Regions from separate parts of the Sus scrofa genome. Here region 1 is linked to region 2. The links are chromatin contacts, called in public Hi-C maps. All regions are on one chromosome and are shown on one strand. Each heading gives the region's core, a stretch centred on a gene start, on an enhancer-like site or on the middle of the called end of the contact. The rest is flanking DNA. Distances are from core to core; before and after follow the strand shown.

Evidence for each region. Hi-C and Micro-C count contacts between places; a contact is called where the count stands out from the background.
Region 1: a contact with region 2 is called in a Hi-C map of liver, with 9 times the contacts expected there. The contact joins two enhancer-like sites. A contact is called at or near these places in 2 of 47 Hi-C or Micro-C datasets (liver and skeletal muscle) and 1 of 2 datasets of contacts at active chromatin or transcription factors (alveolar macrophages).

The regions. Positions count from the first base shown.
Region 1 is chr8:48,120,171-48,126,143 of Sscrofa11.1, reverse strand. All of the region lies in intron 3 of LOC110262100 (rap guanine nucleotide exchange factor 6-like), which reads right to left. Among named protein-coding and RNA genes, the nearest start is that of RAPGEF2, 60 kb to the left of the region's middle. Within about 2 kb of position 1,388, at least 4 of the 83 cell types and tissues checked have an H3K27ac peak or open chromatin away from gene starts, as enhancers often do. A contact at or near this core is called in liver, where this site is marked.
Region 2 is chr8:47,892,252-47,897,855 of Sscrofa11.1, reverse strand. No RefSeq gene overlaps it. Among named protein-coding and RNA genes, the nearest start is that of FNIP2, 190 kb to the right of the region's middle. Within about 2 kb of position 4,030, at least 6 of the 83 cell types and tissues checked have an H3K27ac peak or open chromatin away from gene starts, as enhancers often do. A contact at or near this core is called in liver, where this site is marked.

The sequences.
Region 1 (5,973 bases), core at 139-2,638, 230 kb before region 2:
CCGAGTTTGTTGTCCAAGTCTGTGAGTCTGTTTCTATTCATTGCTATTTGCTTTCAAAGCAAATCAGCAGCAAATCACTGCTTCCCCTCAAGCATCCTTTACCACTTTCCCAACTACTGAATGCTTGACAGCAAAGCCTCAAGAAAACAGGAAGGAAAATATTGTCAAACAAGTTTTAGTACAAGTGGAACCATGAAAGTAAATTTATTTCTCAAATGAAAATGCCTATTACTTCCAAACAGAATTTATACCCTTTTCTCTCCAATTTTTAGTCATTAGCTTTGCAATCAACAATCATTTACCTAGTTTAGGGGAGGAAATGTACTTGTCTTTCCTTTTTTTTTTTTCTTTTTAGGGCCACACCCAGGGCATATGGAAGTTTCCAGGCTAGTGGTCAAATTGGAGGTGCAGCTGCTGGCCTACACCACAGCCACAGCAATGCTGGATCCAAGCCATATCTGCAGCCTATGCTGCAGTTTGCAGAAACACCAAATCCTTAACCCAATGAGTGAGGCCAGGGATCAAATCTACATCCTTACGATTACTAGTTGGGTTCCTAACCCACTGAGCCACAAGGGGAACTGTACCTGTCTTTCTTAACATAGGGTGACAGCATTATTACTAATTCTGATTTACGTCAAGTAAAAATGTGTTCTGTCAGATGCAAGAATGGTGTAAGTTTTTTATTAACAAGTAATAAAACACTGAAATACCAAGAAGAAAAAATGAAATACCTTGTAAACTTATTTGAATCTGCTCTTGCACTTATGATGTTCCCTTTATCACCAAAAGGTTGGTCAAGGAAAATGAATTCTAGAAAAGCAGGAAATCAGGGTTGATCACCACTTACTAACTAAGCCTATGGTCAGAGCTGTGCAAAGATGCTCGGCCACACAAACAACGATCATTCTGTAGTTGTTACCTTGGTGCAAAGTACAACAAAGGCTGTCACGGTCCGGATTAACTGTGATGCAGAGAGTAGAACAAATATTCCCTGGCTTGTCACTGATTCCGTATCTGTTCATTTTGAAGGCAAATGACTATGGACAAAATTAACACAGGGTTTGTAAACTCAGCTTTCCTGGCTCTGATCTTCAAATACACATGAAGTGAAAGACACCCAGAGTCCAAGGTAGATAGATACTGTGACAGTAAATGTACTGGCCCCTGAACACTCCCAGACTTCCTTCACATCAGGAAGACCTCGGCAAAGAGCTGAGGAAGTCAGGCTGAGAAACTGGCCCTCTCAACCACTCCCACTTACTGGGTGATTCCAGCTGCCTGCTGGACAAGCTGTTTCTCCCCCTTTATTGAAAAGTTCAAATGGTAACTCACCAGAGCTGTTTTGGCTTGAGCAGATATTTGCAGAGAATGATCAAACATTTACTGGATTTGGTGAGTGTTGACAACATGCCATGCCAAACAGGAGTCATGATGGCTTTATTACTGAGTTGTCTCTTTTAAAGATGTATGCCCAGAGAAAGACAAATATCATTTGATACCACTTATACATGGAATCTAAAATGAACTTATTTGTAAAATAGAAATAGATTCACAGACATAGAAGACAAACTTATGGACACCAAAGGGAAAAAGAAGGGAGGAATAAATTAGAAGTTTGGGATGAAAAGATACACACTACTATAGATAAAACAGATAACCAACAAGGATATAGCCCAGGAAACTCTATAATCTTATAACCTATAAGGAAAAGAATCTGAAAAAGAATAGATATACATGTATAACTGAATCATTTGCTGTACACCTGGAACTAATGCACATTGTAAATCAACTATACTTCAATAAAAATTAAAATATTCATGCTTTACAAAAATAAACTAATTAGAACTAAGAATACAAAAACACTGAGTCTCATTTTAAAGATGTTTTGGAAAGAGCCACAAGCCAGGAAATCCTCCCCTCCACCTCTCCTCATTCCTGTACCCCAAGGTTGGTTTCTGGTCTGAAAATTCCCTATTGTGAGATGCCACCAAAAAATCTGTTTTACTTAATCAGCCAGAAAATTCTCCTGACTTCATGAGAAACGGCCAGGCTCCCCGCTCAGTCTCTCATTCGCAGAGAGGCATCAGGCAGGCAGTGTTTCAACAGGAGGCACACCTTGCCTCCCCTCCAGCTCTGCAAACACTCCCCTCAGTGCAGCTGCCACCTGGTGGCTCCGTGCAGGCCTAGCGATGGCTGTGTGTTTTCTAAGAAAAGGTGAAGGAGGAGAACCTAGCAGCAACAGCACTGAACTTTTCCACACTTAGAGGGAAGCAGAATGAATCTGAGATCTCACTTGCAGACATACGGGCAATGTGGCAGGCTAACAGAAGCTGACTAGTATAATAACAGTTATTATTAATCCTATTACCTAGGACTCACCCTGGGAGTTGATTCCGTCTAGTGGTTCTCAAGCTCTGATGAGCATGTGACTCACCTAGAATGCCAGTCAAAACTGTGTGGTCCCAGGCTCCCCGGGACCGGTCCTCTGGCAGCAGATCCATCACTTCACCTTCTAAACAACAACCTGGGTCGCTCTTATGTACAGGGCTTGTCAAGTTAAAATCAAACCCCAACAGGAACAAATGGCAGAAAAAACTACAATCCTGTCCTTACTGATGTGACTAGTTGCATCTGCTTTATTCACTCATGTCATTTTAATTTTTCTCAAAATAGTTGTCTTATGTTTTAAAATTATGAGCTAAGGCATCCCACCGAGGGTTGCTGACATGGCAATCTTGGATAAACTCTAACTTGCCATTTCCAAATACCATAGTCTTACATCACCAGGAACAGGGAGAAAAGGGAAGCCCAAAGATTAAAGAGGTGCATCCAGCAAGGCAGGTCTCACGGACTCGGAGAAAGGACCTACAAACATTAGATGGAGCTCTATGAAGGGGTACTGATTTGACTCCAACCTCCCCACCCCCCACCCCAATGCTTCAAGCAACATGTGAAAGCCACAAAAGCCCAGGTGTGCAACAAGACACTCTGAGGGCCTCTGAATGTGATGTCACCAACAGGGAGGAGGAAATGAATCAAGCCAAAAAAAAAAAAAAAAAAACAAGCAAACAAAACATAAACAGGCCACTGTAATGCAAGCACTTTGCCGCTCAGTGTGATCAGACAGAAGGACCCAGAAGCAATGAGGACTGAGAGGTCCCTGCAGCCCATTCCCCCCAGGCTGACCCAGAAGGGCAGGTCCAGCTGGCAGGACAGGAAGAGCCCGTGACCTGGCCCCTCTCTCCGCCCTGCCCCTCGGCACTACCCACAGCTGCTCCCAGCGCGCCTTCCACATCACACACACCTACACCCCATCTTTAATGTGATCTTCTCACTCACTGTTTCCCAAACCTCAAAATACTCACCCCATCTAATTTCTGCTAGTTTCTCTATAGCTCTCATTCCTAAGCCACTTGGGTATCTTCCTCCACCTACAGGCGGGCCTGGGTGCTGCATGCAGGAACGCCTGGGTCTCAGTCAGCACCAGCTTAGGGAATCGAGATCACCAGGCACTTCCCAGGGCAGCTCTCGGTTCCTTAGCAGGAGAGTCCAGCCCTTGGCGGCACAGCAGCTGAAGGCAGCTCCACACTGCCGCGCAAAAGCACAGGTTTAGGAGCGGACACTTTCACACCAGCCATGCAGTCCTGCTGAGGTTCTGGTTCCTCACAAGTGACCCAACCCTTTCCATTCTGCTCCCAGCCCCACACATCCTGGGCTCCAGGCGGTACCTGCTGAGCCACCACACACCTGGTCCCACCTACGCCTCAGGCCCCAGAAAAACCTGCTGGACAAACTTGCTGTGCCAGCTCGTAAAGGGGACCTTCCACCCAGAAAACTTGCTATTCATCCTTTAAATTCCAGTTTAACCACCACTTCCCCTGAGAAATGTTTCAGTATCTTCCAAGTAAGTGAGTCATCCTCCTGGGTTCCCAGGGTGCTTCATACTTATTCATATGAAGCAGCTGCCAGTGTCAGCAGTGTTTATTTTAGGGGCTTCCCCATTAGCCTTTTTTTGGCTTTTTAGGGCTGCACCCAGGGCAAATGGAAGTTCCTGGACCAGGGGTCAAATCAGAGCTGCAGCTGCCAGCCTGTGTCACCGCCATAGCAACAGAGGATCCAAGCCACATCTATGACCTACACCACAGTTCACAGCAATGCCAGATCCTTAATCAACTCAGCAAGGCAAGGGATCCTCAAGGATACTAGTTGGGTTCGTTACTGCTGAGCCACAACAGGAACTCCTTCCCCATTAGCTTTTAAGCTCCTCTAACTCATCAGTACGCCCAATCTGCACACTATATAACACTCCATGGGCGCTCAGATACTTCCTTAATAGCGAATTAGTAGTGTCTATTCAGACGCAAACTTAGGTATGGTATTAAAGTGTCTGAAAGTCAAAGATGAGAGTTTCAATTTACCAGGAGCTGGAAAAAAAGAATCCAGGCTTAAAGAACCACTTTAGCAATATCGCAACTGTCCACCAGGTGGCAGTGTCTCCATATGGAAGGGCTGTCAGTGCTGTTCCAGGTTCCCTGTTCACAGAGCAGGAGGCCTCTAAACGGGTCAATTCCAAGTTGATGGAAGAGGAGGGAAATAAGTGAATAAACCACAAGAAAAGGGACTGAATCAGCACAAAGGATCATCAGAGGGCAAAAAAGTAACTTGGGAAAAAGCTACTTTATTCAGCTTTAATACTATGTGAAAACAAGTGGAACCCAACCAGCAAATATAGCTGCAAAAGGGGCAGAGAAGGCAGGAGGGACTGTGGCGGGGGGGGGGGGGGGGGGGGGGGGGGGGAAGTGCCCTAACAGAGCGGGACAGGTTGTGGGCTAGGGGTGACCACCGCATGAACACTAAGCTTGACATTCATATCCCGCCAGCCACAAATAGCAGCTAATCCACCCATGTCCGTGTGTGTATTTGGGGAGGGCGGTGTCAAGCAATGGACACTGAAGGAACAGTCCGCTTGTGAAAAAGCAACAACCGGGACCAGAAGTTGGTGCATAAGGAGGGCACCGGGCATACAGCAGGTTTTCTCCTGTGTGAGCAGAGCAGATGCAGCTGTGTGGGTGCTCCCCAGAAGGCCGAGGGGGAGGAGCTCCCTTCCGCTGCTCCATGTGGGCAGCAGTGGGTGACTGGCGGACATCCAGAGAACTGTGGTGAGGAAGCCACTGGGGTGGGCGGGGGGAACACGGCAGCCACAGGGTGGTCAGGGACAAGCAAAACCACAAACATCAGGACTATCTGCAAAAAGAGGCTGCATCACACCCCAAGAGTGTTTCACCACATTCAAATGACGGAACCACAGGTGACTAGGGGGAATGGAGACAGGATTCTCACCACCCAGGACCAGGAACTGCACTCCTCCAGCTAAGAGACCAGAATGGAAGTAACATGAAGACCATGCAAAGTTCCAATAAAGAAGTAGACAGAGACCACTAGCAGGGGCCCCAGAGGGCCAGTAACCCAGAAGCAAACTCGGAAAACACCTGTTGTTTCTCCTCTGTCTGCTGCCCCAGCCCCACCATCCAACTGAAGTTTGAACCAGAGAGCAGGATGACTTCTGAGTGTCTCCCTCTGCCTCACCCACCTGGCCCTCCGTGGGCTCCCCTCCAAAGCCTCTTGGTGGAAGCCCCCTGCCCAAGTTCAGGGCTCGTTCTCACCCCCTGTTCCTGTACTTTTATTATTGACATACACCTGTGTTCTCAAATGCACAATTATACCAACAACCAGAGCAGGAATAACTCGACCTATTTACAGAAAGGAGCTTCTGCCCCTTGTAGGCATCCAGCTGCTGGTTTGGGCCAGAGTTTCTCAATCTGGACTTGAAGGGCCCCATGGGACAGCCCCATTCAGCCCTCTTTCCCCCATCACAGTGAGGTGGGATATCCTGCAGAGAAGTGTCCAGACCTTGAACTAGAAGTTCTCACAATGGCCCCAAGACCCAGAAGACCTTTCAGATACACAATA
Region 2 (5,604 bases), core at 2,781-5,280:
GCATGCTAAGCGTCTAATTTTGTCTTGGTGAGAGTAAAGGTATTTTCCAGAAAAGGCAGCACTCACAATAATCCTTGAAAGATGAATTTTAATAATGAGAAGAGGTGAAGGAAGGTAAGACTCAGTCCGTAGGCTTGGCTCAGTTTATGAGGACACTAGTCAACAATCCTAAGAAATCTGGTTAAAAAGAATTATCAGCACTGGTGAAAACCATTTCATGTTTTCTAGGAGAGGAGATATATATTTTTATTTGGTTTTAGATTACTTTTGGCAGCTTCATGGAACACGGATTGGATGGAGAGAAACCAGAACTAGTGATAACACCAGATGAAAGATGCTGGATTGTTTGCCAGCATCGCCTGTCTCTTAATTAGATGAGAGGCCCTTTGCTCCTCTATGCCCATCATTCCAAACAGTGCCTGGCATTTAGTTGAATAAATATTTGTTGAATAAATGAGTACATACATCAGCGACAGAATAAATGAATGACTGAGTTAATTAACTAATTGAAACACTGCAAATGCAGAGGAGATCAGAAGGAGACATTTGCTTCAGGATGGAACTTTCTTCCCTCTCTCCAACACAAGCCACAGCCCGGTCCTATCTGAGTGCTGGCAGCAGGTGAAGTTTGTTGGGAAGTCTCCCAGATTCGCCCGTCTGTGCTCTCCCAGCCTCCATGGCATCTGTCTCCTTAGGGTCCACCCTCTTCGGAGCCTGGCAAACTGTGGCTCCTGGATCAGATTTGTCCTGCCACCTGTTTTTGAAAGGCTCACGGGCAAAGAATGGTTTAAAATTTTTCAAATAGTTGGGGAGGGAAGCAAAAGAAATTTTATAATGTGAGAAGCACATGAAATTAACATTTTCATGTCTATAAATAAAGACTTATTAGAACATAGTCATGCCCACTGTTTACACAGTGTCCCTGGCTGCTTTTGCCCCAAAGGGCAGAGTTGAGTAGTTGAGACAGAGGCTGTACACTCCGTACACAAAGCCAAATCATCTCTTTTCTGGCCATTACAGGAAAAGTTGGCCAACTTCTGATCTAGACAAGCTCTCAGGAAAGGCTTTAATGTTTATTCACAATTAGAAATAAATCGTTCATCAGTGAAAGTTCTTAAAATATATTTTAAAAAATGTGACAGGTAAGAGAAAGCATCAAATTACAACAAGAAATAAAAAAGAAGGAAGAAGAGATAAAATAATAATGTTGTTGTATATTATGTGCCAGGTCCTCAAATAAGCACTTTTTTTCAGTAAAATTATTTCCGCTCCTTCCAACAAGGCTACTAGACAGGCATCATTCTTCTTTCTTTTTAAAACCATTTTATTTTTTTTTAAATTTTTTGCTTTTTAGGGCTGCACATGTGGCACATGGAAGTTCCTAGGCTAGGTGTCAAATCATATCTGCAGCTGCAGCTATGTTGGTTTCGGTTATTTTTATGTACACTAAGTTTGGAGTAAGTGTCTCTAATATAATTAATCGTTTGGAAACCAAATAAAAGGGAGGGAATAAAAGGGAAATGTCACCTCATGCATCAGATTATTCAAATACTAAAATTAATTTCAGATTATTAGAGATTGACCTAAAGTCTTCGAGGAGATTAGCAGATGTAAAAGGGGAATTAGGAAATGAGACCACTGCTCCTTGCTGCTAATGGCCCGTGAGGACCCCTTGCTCTGGAGACCATTTTTCTTCTTCTTTTTCTTTTTTTGTCTTTTTAGGGCCGCATCTGTGGCAGCATATGGAGGTTCTCAGGCTAGGGGTCGAATCGGAGCTGCAGATGCTGGCTTACACCACAACCACAGAAACTCAGGATCTGAGACATGTCTGCAACCTACACCACAGCTCACCACAATGCCAGATCCTTAACCCATAGACCAATGCTAGAAAAAGCTAGGGTCCTCGTGGAGACTAGTCAGATTCATTTCCTCTGAGCCACAACATGAACTCCCTGGAGGCCCTTCAATAAATGTAGGAACCATATACCCTAAAGATTGTTCTTTCTCTCTTTTTTTTTTTTTTCTTTTTAGGGCTGCACCTGCAGCATATGGAAGTTCCCAGGCTAGGGATTGAATAGGATCTGCAGCCACATCAACACTGGATCCAAGCTGCATCTGCAGCCCACACAGCAGCTTGTGGCAACCCCGGATCCCTAACCCACAGAGCAAGGTCAGGAATTGAACACAAATCCCCATGGATATTAGTCAGGTTCATTTCTGATGAGCTGCAATAGGAACTACCCCCCCCCCTTTTTTTTTTTTTTGCTTTTTAGGGCCTCATTCGCTGGCATATGGAGATTCCCAGGCTAGGGGTCTAGTCAGAGCTACTGCTACTGGCCTTCGCCACAGCCACAGCAACATCAAATCCTTAACTCACTGATTGAGGCCAGGGATTGAACCCACAACCTCATGGAACTCCCACTTTTTTAACCATTTTTAAATTGAGGTATAGCTGATTTACAATGCTCTATTAGTTTCAGGTGTACAGCAAAGTAATTCAATTATACATATGTAAATATACGTATATTCTTTTTTCAGATTCTTTTCTGTTATAGGTTATTACAAGATAATTGAATAGAGTTTCCTGTGTTATACAGTAGGTCCTTGTTGATAATCTGTTTCATTTATAGTAGTGTGTATCTGTTAATCCCAAACTCCTAATTTATCCTTCCCAGATCCTTTTCCCTGTGATAACCATAAGTTTGTTCTCTATATCTGAGTCTACTTCTCTTTTGTAAATAAGTTCATTTATATCATTTTCAGAGTCCACATATAAGTGAAATATGATATTTATATTTCTCTGCCCAAATTCATTAATATGATATTTTCTAGGTCCATCCATGCTGCTGCAAATAGCATTATTTCCATCTTTATCATGGCTGAGTAATATTCCCTTGAACATATGCACTATATCTTCTTTATTCATTGCTCTGATGATGGAAACTTAGGTTGCATCCATGTCTTGGCTATTGTAAGCAGTGCTACTGTGAACATTGGGGTGCATGTATATTTATTTCCTCATTTTAAGGCGAAGAGCCTAAACTCAGAGGCTGAATAATGTTCCCTAAGTTGCAAAGCCAGCACAAGACAAAGCCAGGATTTGAGTAGTTTTTAGCTTCAAAACCTCATCCTCAACTGTACCTTCAAAATTTCAGACACTGATGAAGAAGTCATGTTGGGTGCACAGAGGGGAGAGAGGAAGTGTTATCTACCCACTAACCTTGAAGGCACAATTTCTCCAGGGTAAGAAGAGGCAGACGAGCACCCTTGAAGGTGGTACAGTTGTTAATGGCATTACAGTCCTTCCCCCATCATGACATGCCCCCCCCACCCTTGGGATGAGGACACACTCCAGGCAGCTCTGTTCAAGCATCACTGCTGTGATTCATCTTGGTGGAAGGAGTTTATCTTCTGATATGAATGAGGACCTCAAAGTGGTCAGACATATGAGGGTTTTATTAACCCAGGAGCTGCCAACATTGTGGCTGGCCAATGAAGGCTGGAGTTTTGGAGAAAAGGATGAACAGTCCAAGAATCACTGCCATAGGATGAAAAACAACTAGGAACCTCCTAGAGGGTGTGGCTAGAGTAGTCACACACAGATTACACTTGTAAAAGGAAAAATAAAGAGACTGTGGATTGGACAAGAGCTGGAAGTTTGACTTTTAAGCAGGGAGTCAGATCCAGCAGAGTCTAGACTTTGGAGGATGAGGGTTAGGAGATGAAATGTGGATAGTTTAAAGCCAAACACCCTTGGAACTGCCCATCAGGGAAACCCCACGTCTGCTCCACTGGTTGGGTGGTGACAGGTGAGCCTTTCAGTGAGATGAACACTGGGGAAGTTTCCAGAGCTCCACACTGAAGGTGGCTCATGGGGGATCAGGGACAGTGGTACCCAGCTGCCTCTGCTGTATAGACTGTTCCCTGTATCAGCTATGGGGCCAGGGACGGTCATCCCAGAACTGCCTATGCCATGCATGTTGCATCACACTATTTCTACATCACAGATGAGGAGATAGGGGCAGAGTTCAGGAAAGTCCAGTGACTCAGCTAAAAAGTCCCAGAGAAGCTTGATTCTCTGGGGAGCCCCTCCCCTCGCACTTGCTTTTCAATGCCTATGCCTTTTCCACTATTCTGTCTAAAACTAAGAATTTGGGTTCAGCTGTCAAGTAATCATTCTCTTAAAAAATGTATTGAGGGGAGTTCCCATTGTGGTGCAGCAGAAATGAATCTGACTAGTATCCATGAGGATGTGTGTTCGATCCCTGGCCTCAATCAATGGGCTAAATTTCTGGTGTTGCCATGATCTGTGGTGTAGGTATCAGAAAAGGTTCAGATCCAGCATTGCTGTGGCTGTGGTGTAGGCCAATGGCGGTAGCTCCAATTCAACACCTAGACTGGTAACTTCCATATGCTGCAAGTGCAGCCCTAAAAAGCAAAAAAAAAAAAAAAAAAAAAAAAAAAAAAAAAAAAAAAAAAAGTATTGAGTCCACAGAATAACGGAGGAGGAATAACTACAGCTATACGCCTGCTTTCCCATCTGCAGCAGCATGAGGTGATGACAAAAACTTTTGCAACAACTGAAACATTATATAGGGGATCAGTATTTCCCCAAATCTGCTGCTATCTGCAGAATGTGTACAGGTGATCCAATGGGGGAAAACGATCCAAGCTTGGGAAATTCCAGGTTACATAACTGCAAACAAGTTAATTTGCTGCAATGTTTCTCAGAAATTTTTTGTTTGTTTTTAGGGTGGCATACAGAAGTTCCCAGGCTAGGGGTTGACACAGAGCTGTAGCTGCCAGCCTACACCACAACCATAGCAACGTGAAATTCGAGCCATGTCTGTGACCTACACCACAGCTCATGGCAATGCCGGATCCTTAACCCACTGAGCAAAGCCAGGGATCAAACCTGCATCCTCATGGATACTAGTTGGATTCGTTTTTGCTGAGCTAGGACGGGAACTCCCCCTCAGAACATTTAACTCACTTTCATATGCCAGGAATTTCTCAAAGGCAAATGGATATTGCTCCCAAATGTGTCTGAGAGTGGCACACCCCCCCACACACACACCCAGAGGTCGTCATGGTCACTCACAGCAGCAGCATTTGGGGAAAACCCTGGCTTACACAGGCCCTGAAATTCCAGCCAGACCAGTACGGTTCTAATTTCATCCTGTTTGGAGGAGGTGACAAAATTTTCCTTATGGCAGGGTTTTTGTAGGTGAGCCCTCAGCACACATCAAATTGGAAAACAGTTTTTCACTTTGGGGCCATGCTCTAGGCACTAGAGAAGTTCTAGCTGAGAGCAAGCCTGGAGCCATGATGGAGTCAGCAAGAAAAATTAGCCACAGTGACCTTGCAGGCACCACAGGGGGGCTAGGAAAACATCCACCCAAGACATGAGTGTGGACAACCACCTCTCATGTTTTCAGCTTCCCTGGAAGGCTTAGGTGATTTTCCAAGCATAGACTTGTTACCACACTGACTGCTCTGTCAGAGCACCTGGTCAAACCCTCCCAGACCTGAGCTGTCTGCAAACTTGAGATCCAAAACTCAGGATAAAACAAAAGGGGCCAGGGGGCCAGGAGGGCTCGGTGA